2 separate regions of the Muntiacus reevesi genome follow, and region 1 is linked to region 2. The links are chromatin contacts, called in public Hi-C maps. All regions are on one chromosome and are shown on one strand. The core of a region is the stretch at or near the end of the contact, and the rest is flanking DNA. Distances in the headings are between cores, read along the strand shown.

Region 1 (6,101 bases), core at 2,934-5,433, 210 kb before region 2:
TAAGACCCAAACCTAACTTTTTTAACATACATTAAATAGTTGAAAGCCAAAGTTGAAATTCTCACCATACCAAGTGATAATCCCTTTTTTAAGTCCCTTACAAAAATAAAATGAAATAACTTTTACTCACTTGAAAACTTCTTTGGTGAGAGACTTGTCAAGTGTTTGAAACAAAAAATAAGAAACTATGTGAAAGGCATCACGGTTCAGCTTGTCAAACATGTTCCTATTGTTTAAAAGGAAATAAAGGCAGGAAAAAAGAAAAGGTTAATAAAACTAAGTATCACAAAAGGCTGTGTAAGAGTCTGACACAAATTAGTTTTCATTCTGTTCAGAGGTCAAAACAAATTAATTTTTCTATTTCATGTATACATTTGTAACCAATTAAGAAACACATGCAAGTTTTTATATTTTGGTTCTGAAAATAATGATCAAATAGAAGAAAACTGGTAGAACTTTATTTCAATGAACACATTCTACAAAAAGAAAAGGAAAGTCTAATCAGGCGAAGAGAAAACCATGGCTAAGATAAGTGAAGATGTGATACCAACCAACATTTTCTGACAATAAAAGACAAAATTTATTGACTTTATTAGTCAGGTATTATTTTAACTAAGCCTTTTACAAGCAGTAACTCAGCTAATCTCCACTAGTCATATGAAGTTAGTAACTGTACTTGCAGCTTTAACATGAAGTATTTTATTTAATCTCAACAACATTAGAAAGTAGTTTTATTTTCCTCATAATACAGATGACATAACAAATAGATCTAAGTACCTCGGTGAACACAAAAAGCTATTTTCCTGAAATAAACTTTTTAAGTTGAAAAAATATTAACATTAAAATTCCCACGCTTAACATTTTGTCAAACAACTCTTATCCTTGGAATGTTTCTATTCCTCAAAAAAATACAAATAAAGTTCCTACCTCCTTATCCTCTCTCAAACCTGTTATTTTTTTTTCCATAGTACCCTGTTCTCTTCAACACTTCTAATTTTTAAAAAGATAACCTTTAAAGAAAGGTTTGTTCACCCACCAGACTAAAATTTTATAAGGTAAAAGTTTATGTTTGTTCTGTTCACCACTGTATACCCAGGTCCAATACTGTGTTCAATTAATATCTGTTGAGTAAACAAGTGAATGAATCACCTTTTCTTTCCATTCCCACTGCCTTCCGTAGTTTAGGTCTACCTAACTGCAAAGCCACTCTAATCCATTCTCTGTAATGCAACCAGCGTGATTTTTCCAAAATGCAAATCTCTGGGGCAAATATCTAGCAATGGAATTACTTGATCATATGTTAAGTGTACATTTAACTTTACAAGCAAAGTGACTATGCAATTCCATGCTCACAGAAACTAGGAACACATAAAATTTTGCACCAACATATATAAGTGAATCTGGGACTTCCCTGATGGTCCAGTGATTAAGACTCCACACCCCACTGCACAGGGTGTGAGTTCGATTCCTGGCCAGGAAACTAAGATCCCTGCATGCTGCATGATACACACAGCACAGCCTCTGTGTGTGTGTGTGTGTGTGTGTGTGTGTGCGCGCACACACACACACACACACACACACACACATGCATATTAAAAAGCAAAGACATTACTTTGCCAACAAAGTTCCATCTAGTCAAAGCTATGGCTTTTTCCAGTAGTCATGTATGAATGTGAGAGTTGGACTATAAAGAAAGCTAAGTGGCAAAGAATTGATGTTTTTGAACTGTGGTGTGGGAGAAGGCTCTTGAGAGTCCCTTGGACGGTATGGAGATCAAACCAGTCAATCCTAAAGGAAATCAGTCCTGAATATTCATTGAAAGGACTGATGCTAAAGCTGAAACTCCAATACTCTGGTCACCTGATGAGAAGATCTGCCCCTGACCCTGATGCTAGGAAAGACTGAAGGCAGGAGGAGAAGGGGACGACAAGAGGATGAGATGGCTAGATGGCATCACCTACTCAATGGACATGAGTTTGAGCAAGCTCCGGGAGTTGGTGATGGATAGGGAAGCCTGGCACACTACAGTCCATGGGGTCACAAAGAATTGAACACGACTGAGTGACTGGACTGAACTGAAGTGACGTGTGTGTGTGTGTGAGAATCAAATAAGTGAATCAAATTTTTTTAAATTTTAAAGCAAATTTGATGCCACATTCATGCTTAAAGAATTTTAAAGGGGATGTCTGTTTCAAAAGAGTAGATTCCTCCCACTAACCGAGAGGACTCTAAAGGCATGGTGGGGGAGGTGGGGGGGGGGTGGAAATCTATGACAATGTTTAAAAAAAAAAAAAAGATCATCACTGAACCAAAACTTGACTGATTTTAGTTAATTTTCAAAGGCAGAAAGCAGACTGCAATTGTATAAACCAGGGCAGAGAAAACACTAAGATTGCCAAAAGAATAGAGAGGATACACTGACAATGGGAATCATTCTCAGTGGAGGCCTCAAGAAGATTTAAACTCCTCTGCCATATTTTGGGGCATCAAGTCATGTGAGATAAATGGAACATTTATTAATACATAATCATAACTTGATAAATGCTACCCATTGGATGTCAATTTTTAGGCTAGAGGAAGCATTTCTATATATAAAAAGTAGTAACTTCTAAACAAATAGTTCCCCAGCAAAACTATTATAATTACAGCTCTAAACCTTGACAGCAGGTGCTCACTTGTATCCCACCAACTGGAGCACTGTCGGGCTCCTCCATCCATGGGACTCTCCAGGCAAGAAGGTTGGAGTGGGTTGCCATTTCCTTCTCCAGGGGATCTTTCCCACCCAGGGTTCCAACCAGTGTCTCTTACATTGGCAGGCAGACTCTTTACCACTGAGCCACCAGGGAAGCCCTACACCCATTTTACTGATGAGGAAACTAAGGCACAGAGAGGTTAGGAGTCCCTAAACCTTGACAGTAAAACAATTTTAATACAGCTGAAAAAGTCAAGAAAAGGGAGAAGGCAAAAGAGGGTAGGTAAGTGTAGATGAACTAATTTTCGTATAAAGAAAAAGCCACCTCCATTGTGAAATTACTTAGCGGGAAATCAAGAGATATTTTTAAGATTTATACATCAAGAAATAGAGGACTATGCACATTATTTAAATAATGACACAAGAAGGATGGAAATAACGTAATTACAAAAGTCAAGAAGATTGAGAATAGGAAATAGTCTATGTATCCCAAATTTTCGTTGGCCTTCAGTGGGAAAGATAATACTGGGTAAAGTTGCTAAGACACAGAAATATAAACAAAGTTTCTTTTTATAATGAGACTGTAACATTTGTAGCAGAGTAGGAAGGAGCATTTACTTTTCAGCTTAGTACCACCCTCCACTGTTTTTTTGCTAACTGTGGCGTCCTTCAGTCTAATCCAATAAGTAAAATGTATAAACTAAAGAGCAACTAATTTAAAAAGGCCGCCTTGAGTCCTAACGGCGTTTCTATACAATGGAAGGCGTTGGCTCTCCGTTACCAAATCGCCACCTCTCCCTCGTCTACACAGACCAACCAGCTTCACGACCAAACCAGGCCTAAGCCGCCCCTCCAGTTTCGCCCCTGCAGCAGACTCTACTCCCTACAAAGTGCTCCCGGCAAGGCTCCATAACGGACAGTCCCTGCCGCCAGGTCAGCTGCCGCTGGAAGCAGAGGCTTTCTAGCCAGTGCCGGACCACAGTAACCGACTACTTATCAACCCGCCGGTAGCAACAGGGCGGGCTGCGCCAACGGAACCAGTCTCAGACTCCCCCGCCGCCAGCCCAGTCCTCCTTACACTCCGAAGTGCGCGTGTGACACAGTATTTCCACAGGCTATGGTCTCCAGACAAGGCTCGAAGCCGAGCGCCTGCAGGTACATCCACAGACGCGCCTTTTCGAAAGAAGTGACCCAGGCCGAGCTCATCTTCGCGGTAGCCAGGGCCCGGCAAAGAAAGAAAGCACAGGCTCCAGGGACTGAGAGGGCCCTTCAGGCTTCTTCCCTAAGGGCAGCCTAAGGTGGCGGCGGCCCCTCCATTGCCATTGATCCTCTCTCGTTCGGAGCCATTTCGCCTCAAATGGCCTCAAGTAGCCTGAAATCCTAAAGTCTCGGGAAAATAGAACCTCTAACTGTAGTACCGCACAGCGGCCAGAGCGAAGACACCACAAACCGAGCGTCCCGCGCTTCCGGAAGACGCCGCCTGGCTGCCGGGGGAGGACGGGCTTCCTGAGAGGATTGTATCTCCCGCCATGCAATGCGCCCTCCCCTCGGTCTTTTCCGCGCAAGACCGACGGAGAACAACAAGACCCACAAGGCTTTGCGGGGCTGGCGAACTTTCTCGCGCTTGCACGGCATTCTTTGGCTTCGCGCTTTCTGACTCTTTTTGTCTGAGCTCTGTGGTTCCTTTTGCTCGTATATGCCTACTACGTCAGATAAAAACCACAGGCCGTAAAAAAAAAAAAAAAAAAAAAAACACCACAGGCTGTTATTCAGTGTAGTAGAAAAAGCATTGGATTTCTTCCTCAGCTATTCTCAGTATATGTGTAACCCTGAGCATGTCGCCTTATTTCTGAGCGTCGGGTCTATTATTAACAAAATCTTCTATGCCCTAAAGGACTGAATGTTCCTTTCAGCTCCTTGCTTTAAGAAATCTGGCTCTCCCCTACGCATATACCTTTCCACTGCAGCCCTGTCAATTGATTGCTTTCTCCTCTACATGCCATATATCAATACAACGGGACCTGGAAATGGGATGGGTCCTACTTATTTCTCATCACCAGTTTAGGCATTATTGCCTCACTAGAATCACCAGCTTATTTGAAATGTATGCTGTCACCTTCAACTCTTCCTTGTGAAGGCCAAGTACAAGATCTCCAGGTTGCTTGACCTTGTTCTGAAATTTCGCATTTAATTCTGTCTCTCCAACGTTACTCCTGTATAATTTTTGATGATTTCAGTATCCATGTAGGCGACCTTTCCAATGCCCTGGCCTCTCAGTTTCTTGACCTCTTCTCAGCACCCTCGCCCCCTTCTCTTTGCCAGGTTTATCTGGCAGAAAACAAATCGCTGTTAAATCAGTTTTCTGCCTACTCCATACTGAAGTTTAGCAGTTAAATGCAATCATGATGCCTGGTGTCATCTAAAATTCATGACAACTGAAGTAGACTCTTAGGCCTGCCTGCTCCACCCTACTATTTTTCCCAAATCTGACTCTCCATACAATTATACCTATATTCTTCCCTCTCTTAATCTTCCAGTAACCTTCTTCCTCCTCACTCTCAATGATGAACTTTGTTCTTAGTTGATAGATGCTTCCCAAAAAGAACCTCCGTCAACAATTTACCAGTCTGCCTATATCTATGCCCATATAGACTTCCTTGTCTCGTTAATCTGGGTGATTCAGGGTGTAGCTACCTAAGACCAAGCCTCTCCTCATTCAATATACTGTATTCCTTTTCTCACACTCAAGGAATTTGCTCCAGTATTTGTCCTCTACTCTCTCCCTCATCATCAGTTCTCCCCGCAGTATATAAACATGCTGTTAATATCTTTCATCATTTAAAAAAAAAATTTCCTTTGACCTCAGTGGCTTTCAAGCTACCAGTCCATTTCTTATCACAGTGAAACTTCTCCAAAAAGTTACCTATATACACCTCACTGCTAGTGGTAACTTACAAAAGCCACTTGAATCAATTAGTGTTCTTTTGTTGCAGGCAGCAAAAATGACTCTGAAGGGGTTTTATTGGGGGGATATTGAAGGGCATATATGAAGAATGGAAAGATCAAATATTAATAATGCTCAGAAAATGGCAGGCCCATGTGTCACTTCAATCAAGATTTATATCCCAGGAAGTCCAATTTACTTTTTAAAAATAGTTTAATGTGTTTATATAGGTGAACATCCTCATAAATCAAGTGAGAAATAAATGTTTTCCATCTATTCCAGAAACTTCTCCTTTCCTGAAAAGTCACCACTATCCTCATTTTTAAAATAATAACTTCCTAGCATTTTCTTGTAGTTTGACTGTTCATCCTTCCCTAGACACTATAATTCAGTCTTGCTTTTTTAATTTGTCTTCCTTTTTTTTAAAATGAGTCTTTCTAGGGTCTCTTTGTTTTACATTTTTAT
Region 2 (6,428 bases), core at 634-3,133:
AAACGCATATTCTAGGTAAATAGTAGGCAGAGATTTGCTTCCAACATGCATACAGAATGGTACAGCTAATGAAATTAAGAAAGCCTTATATTGCATAATCTTTCATACCTTCTTTGTTTAGGGGCTTTCGCACAACATACTGGCGGACATCATCTTCTTTAGAGAGATTGAAAAGTTTGCGGATTCTGCTAGCTCTTTTGGGACCCAGGCGACGAGGCACTGTAGTATCAGTGAGTCCAGGAATATCCTTCTCCCCTAAAAGAAAAAAGTGAACAAACATTTTTAATTCAACAACTTCCTTAAAAACAAGAACCCTAATCTGTTCAGGCATTGCCAAAGCCAAGTCCACTTTCAAAGACAATCAGATTTAAGTCAGTGTTGACAAAAATAAACTCCAGAATAAAAGGCTCACCTTTTTTCACGATGACCAAGTTGAGAACACTCAGATTGGCATCCACAATGCAACCCCGTACGGATTTGCGCTTTCTCTCTCCAGTCCTCCTTGGTCTGTAACAGGAATGCCCCTTACTCAGTAGCAGGCGAACTCGGCCATGGGTCAAGACACCCTGCTTCATGGGGAAACCCTGCTTATCATTCCCGCCACTGATTCGGACCACATAACCCTGCAAGAGAACACGATGACACATTTAAAACAAAGGATTGTGGCCTCTAAGAAGTACACCCTTAATTCTGCTTAGTACCATTCATTAAGACCGATTTGACACCTTAAATAGTTTCCTCCAATCACTAAATTTTGTCTGTACTTCCAGTTTCCCAAGTTAGATTAGCAAAATCTTTTCAATCAAGACATATTTCTAGCCTATACTTTACCAAAGTTAACAACTCTTAGGGTAGAAAGAGTATGTTATGAAACCAAAGTATCAAGGAACTATAAATCAGAAACAACCCTTCTTGGCACTTTTGAAGATCCCTTTGGAGACCTTTAGCTTGCAGGTCAAGAACGATATATTTTCATTTGATCTACATAAACACAACCCTGCCGGGTGATAGCGTCACCTTATAAAGTGACATTTGGAACTAAAGTTGGGAAACGGAACCCGAGTGTGAACCCCATTACACTTATCAATTACCAATAACGTTTACCACCTCTCTTAAATAGAGCTAACAATTCAACTCGACAGTCAACTTTTACCTTCCATTCTTCACCCAGAGCGTCAGCAGCAACTTCTGTGGCCATACGCTTCTCGTAGAAGGTACGAAGTTTTCGTTCATCGTCCACTTCAATGAGCTTCTGGCAGCCAGTGGCCGGGAAAGAGATGTTCAGCTAAAAATTGTAAACGAGGGGGAAAAGAACTTCATGAAAATCGCAGAACCACTAGAAAGGTTATTCCATAGCAAAAAGCCTTTCCTGTCACCCCCACACAACAGAAAATTTGATTATATTCTCTAAAGGACACGTGCAAGGAGCCACAAACACGGCACTAAAAGTAGGACCCATCTTGCAAGGCCGCCACGGACAATTACGGCCCACAGTCGTTCACTCTCAGATCAAGGAGCCTGACCTACTTGCCGTCAGCCCGGCCATCTCTGTCCTGCCTGGGAGTCAAGACGCCACCATGGCGTTCCCCGACCGGCGTAGCTCCAGCTGCAATCGCTCGCCATCCGCTCTCCCATAGAGATCCGGCCCCAGAAGAGCGACCCTTCTCCTGCCTCAGACACTTCTCCATCCAGGGCCAGGATTTTGGAGCGCAACGACACATCGTGGGGCTTGATCCACGTTTCACAAGCCTACCCGAACACCCGCCACTAGTTCCTACCTTCATTCTGAAGTGGCCGACAGCCTCCGAGGCGCCACGAAAAAGAGACCCAACTTCCGCTTAGCCCAGGTCACATAGGCTCTTTCAGTTCTCGCGAGATGTGCAGACGCCAGGGATAGTAGACGTAAGTATTGGTAGGCAGTACTTCCGGGGTGGGGCTAATCAGCGGTTGGGAGATAAGAGTCGGTGGGCGGTGCATGCGAAGTGGCACAGGTTTAGTACGGGAGATTAGTCTTTCTACTTCTTGTTCCTTCCCGTACGATTCTGGGTTAGGGAGCAACTCTGCTCGGTCCCGGACACTGCTTCTGATGATATCAAGGAAGGAGGCGGGATCGGAGTTCGACTGTCCTGCGCTCTCCTGTACCTCAGGCTCTATCCGAAGATTTCCAGTTTAGGAGCGTGCCCTGCCCTGGGTCCGGTCTTGAAAAATTGTGCTTTGTTTTTTCTTAAATACTTGATCATCCACTTGTCCTTTAACCGCTTTGCAGTCATCGTTCTGTCACGTGCGTGCGTGCTAAGTCCCTTGGGTCGTGTCCGACTCTTGCGACCCCATGGAATGAAGCCCTCCAGGCTCCTCTGTCCATGTGATTCTCCAGGCAAGAATACTGGAGTGGGTTGCCATGCCCTCCTCCAGGCGATCTCCCAGACCCAGGGATGGAACCCGCATTCCTTCCGTCTCCTGAATTGGCAGGCGGGTTCTTTACTGCACTAGCGCCACCTGCAGTTCTACCACAGAAAGATGCATTCAGCCAGCCTGTCTTGCAAGCCGTTTAACGTAACCATAGTTACTCCCAGTCCTGGTGCCTGTTAAAGAACCTCTCTGCTTTCTGCCTTTTCCCTGCGATCTTTTTAAAACGCGAAGTTCTGTCACTCCATTGTTGGAGAAGCACAATTTATTTCCCACTGCAATTAAATACTTTCCAAACTTCTTAACCTACTTTCATATATTTTCCACAATCCAAAGTTCAGCTATTGCCATTTGTTAATGCCATGCAAGGCGGAGAAGGAAATGGCAACCCACTCCAGTATTCTTGCCTGGAGAATCCCAGGGACGGAAGCCTGGTGGGCTGCCGTTTATGGGGTCGCACAGAGTCGGACACGACTGACGTGACTTAGCAGCAGCAGCAGTCCTTGCTAAGAGAAGCCTTTGCTGACCACACATCCAGAAATTGTATTCCTCTCCTCTAGTGTAGCACTATTTTCCTTTATTTAATCATGATACATAAATGGTTTGCTTATGGTCTATCTGCATACTAGATGGTAAATTAGGCTAGGTCTGATAACTTCACTATGGTATACTCAGGAAGCAGTAAAATGCATGGCACTTAATAAGTAAGGCTCAATAATATTGTGTGATCATAACCCTAGTTTTGATATGTATTAGTCTTTCAGAGTGTGGTAGTATGGAGCCAGCCAGCAGAGGAAGAATGAGTTGAGTGTATTACAGTAAATTTTGAATCAGCAATAATTCAGCTCTTAATAGAACAGAAAGATGTGGAGAAAACACGGTGCATTTGATAGTCCTCCAGAACATTGTTGGGAGAATGAGAATCCAGATGATCTAACTTTGAAACCCACAGTACCCTGAAGAATGGAACACTTACTATCTATTACATATTTACTCCATATTTTTTCCTCAAGAAAAAAAAACCCTGCGTTTAAAATAAATGTTTACTTTCCAAGATTATCACATCCATCTTCTGCTTCAGTATCACAGTTTTGAGTTTAGGTCCACTTCACATTCAAAGCTGAAAGATTCTATTAAACCCTATTTGTGTGGTAAGTCACTTCAATTGTGTCCAACTCATTGCAACCTTGTGGACTGTAGCCCATCAGGCTCCTCTGTCCATGGGATTCTCCAGGCAAAAATACTGGAGTGGATTGTCATGCCCAACTCCAGGAGATCTTCTTGACCCAGGGATTGAACCCGCCACTCTTATTTTTTTTTTTTTTTCTTTTTTTTCTTTTTCCAAGACAGTTTCTCCCTTAAAGTCCGTCTGCCTTGGTGGGCTTGATCAGGTGCGGATGAAAACACAGATGGGTTAAATACCCCATGTCCCAGGCCATCTCTGGAAAAGCCAATTCATACTCACTTCTGTATCCCCCTCCTTCTAGCCTAACAATTCCGAGGGGTCAAGAATTTCACAGCCGACAGGACACCTCCTGGGGGAGGGCAGAATATGAGCATACAAGGACCAGTTTCCTATACTAAAAATCCCCTGGCGATCGCTTGGTAATAACTTTCCCCGAGACAGCGTGGACACACCTCCTAAATGACCTTCACAAATTACCTTTTTAAACCCTAGCACGCTCGCCGACCTGTGTACCAAGCAATCGCCGCCTGCCTATTCCAGGCTCCTGTGGGTCCCCGCTCCTTCTAGTCCCTCCCAGGGGGGTGATCAGGCCCCTTCTTCCACCCTACTGGGTGGGTTCCTCATCATATGAGCGCTCAGTTCCCCTGCTGCCATTCACTACCTGCTAATATGAAAGGTCCGGGCGTTGAGAAGCAGAATCCTTTCAGAGGGGCGAGGTGCCTTCCCCCTTCTAGGAGATTCAAGCTACAAAGCCTCGGGGTGACCTCAAATGAGACCAGTCTCCTCAAAGTGAGGAGTTTCACGGCCCATGCACCAAATGTTATAGCTTTGTTTTCCGAGAAACAAACTCACTCAGGAGGACAATACAGATAGTGAGTGGATTGCAGTTTATTACACCGGCGGGCCCAAGGCAGAGTCTCCTCTTAGCCAAGGGCCTGAACCCGCCACTCTTATATCTCCTGCATTGGCAGTTAGGTTCTTTACCACCTGGGAGGCCCAAATCCTGTTTGATCATCTGATATTAATGTGAAAAATGTGCCCAAATGATGCATTTAAATTCAGTATATGTAGTTTTTGTTGTTAAGGTGAAATCGACATAGCATAAAACCATTCATTTTTGTGTGAACAGTTCAGTGGCCTTCAGCTCTCACAGTGTCAGCACCTCTATCTGGCGCCAAGACAGTTTCATCTCCCCAAAAGGAAACCTTGTTTCCATTAAGCAGTTGCTCCCCATCCCCCTCGTCCACCAGCCCCTGCTAGCCACAATCTGTGCGCTGTCTATATGGATTTACTTAAACTATATATTTCACATAAATGAAATTATACAGTATGTGATCTCTGTGTCTGCCTTCTAATTTTTTTTTTACAGTCATCCACATTGTAGTGTGTATCTGTTTTTTAATTCCTTTTAATGATTGAATAATATCACTTTGTACATGCAGGTCACAATTTGTTTATCCATTCATCCACCGATAGACATTTGGGCTGTTGCCAGCTTTTTTTTTTTTTTTAAGTTTATTTTTGGCTGCATTGGATCTTCATTGCTGTGCTTTCTCCACTTGTGGCAAATGAGGGCCACTCTCTAGTTGCAGCTTCTCAGCGTGGTGGCTTCTCCTGTTGTGGAGCATGAGCTCCAGGGTAGGTGGGCTTCAGTAGTTGTGATGCAGGGGCTTAGTTTCCCCACAGCATATGAAATCTTCCTGGACCAGGAATCAAACCCGTGTCCCCTGTGTTGGCAGGCAGATTCTTAACCACTGGACCACCAGGAAAGAGGTGGTGATTGCTCAACACTGTGAGAGCTAAATGCCACTGAGCTATTCACATAAAAATGAATGGTTTTACGCCATGTCAATTTCACCTTACAACAAAAATCACATACACTGAATTTAAATGCATCATTTGGGCACACTTTTTACATTAATATCAGATGATCAAACAGGATTTCGGCCTCCCAGGTGGCGCTAGAAGTCCTGTTTCCAACTTCTGACTGTTGTAAATAGTGCTGGTATGTTGAGTACCTATTTTTAGTCCTTTGGGGTATATAGGAGGAATTGTTGGGTCTTGTGGTAAATCTGTGCCTCCTAGGAGAACTGCTAAACTATCCAGTTCCATTTTCATTCTCCTCAGAAATGTATGCATTTGTTACTTTGTTACTTTATCTCTTCTTTTAAATTATAGTCATCCTAGTGGATGTGAAGTGGTATGTCAGTGTGGTCTTGATTTTCATTTCCCTAATGACAAATGAGCATCTTGGCCATTTGTATATTTTCTGTAGAGAAATGTTTATTCAAGCCCTTTGCCCTTTTTTTTAAGCTCTATTTTTATTGAAATAGTAGTAGTGAGTTAATAAGAGGCAAACAGCAAAATCCAGGACTATTCCTCAGGTTTTTTTCTTTTCTAATGCATTTTTTATTGTGGTAAAAGACATGAAACTTACTGTCTTAATTTTTAAGTATGCAGTTCAGTAGGGTTAAATATATTCATGTTGTAAAACTATCTCCAGAACTATTTCTTCTTGCAAAACTGGAACTCTGGACTCATAAATCAGCCCCCTTTCCCCCCTCTCCTCATCCCTGGTAACCACCAGTCTTATGTATCTATGAATTTGACTACTTTAGGTAATTGATACAATTGGAATCATACAGTACATGTCTTCTTGTGGCTGGTTTATTTCACTAAACACGATGTCCTCAAGGTTCATCCATATTGTAGCGTGTGATAAGATTTCCTTCCTTTTTAAGACTGAAAAATATTTCATTGTATTTATATACCACATTTTATTTATCCATTTGTCTGTTGGTGAACATTTGGATTGTTTCCACTTCTTAGCTGTTGT

The links. A called contact is a pair of places that touch in the nucleus more often than the background predicts.
Region 1: a Hi-C map of muscle shows a contact between it and region 2, with 6 times the contacts expected there. The contact joins the promoter of HAUS6 here to the promoter of RPS6 in region 2. A contact is called at or near these places in 2 of 3 Hi-C or Micro-C datasets (blood and muscle).

What each region holds. Positions count from the first base shown.
Region 1 is chr17:23,722,985-23,729,085 of mMunRee1.1, reverse strand. HAUS6 (HAUS augmin like complex subunit 6) reads right to left here and starts at 4,183. Exons shown (of 17, transcript XM_065908446.1): 1 at 3,771-4,183; 2 at 131-226. The coding sequence starts at 3,898.
Region 2 is chr17:23,513,471-23,519,898 of mMunRee1.1, reverse strand. RPS6 (ribosomal protein S6) reads right to left here and starts at 1,883. Exons shown (of 6, transcript XM_065908258.1): 1 at 1,779-1,883; 2 at 1,154-1,285; 3 at 413-623; 4 at 109-255. The coding sequence starts at 1,784.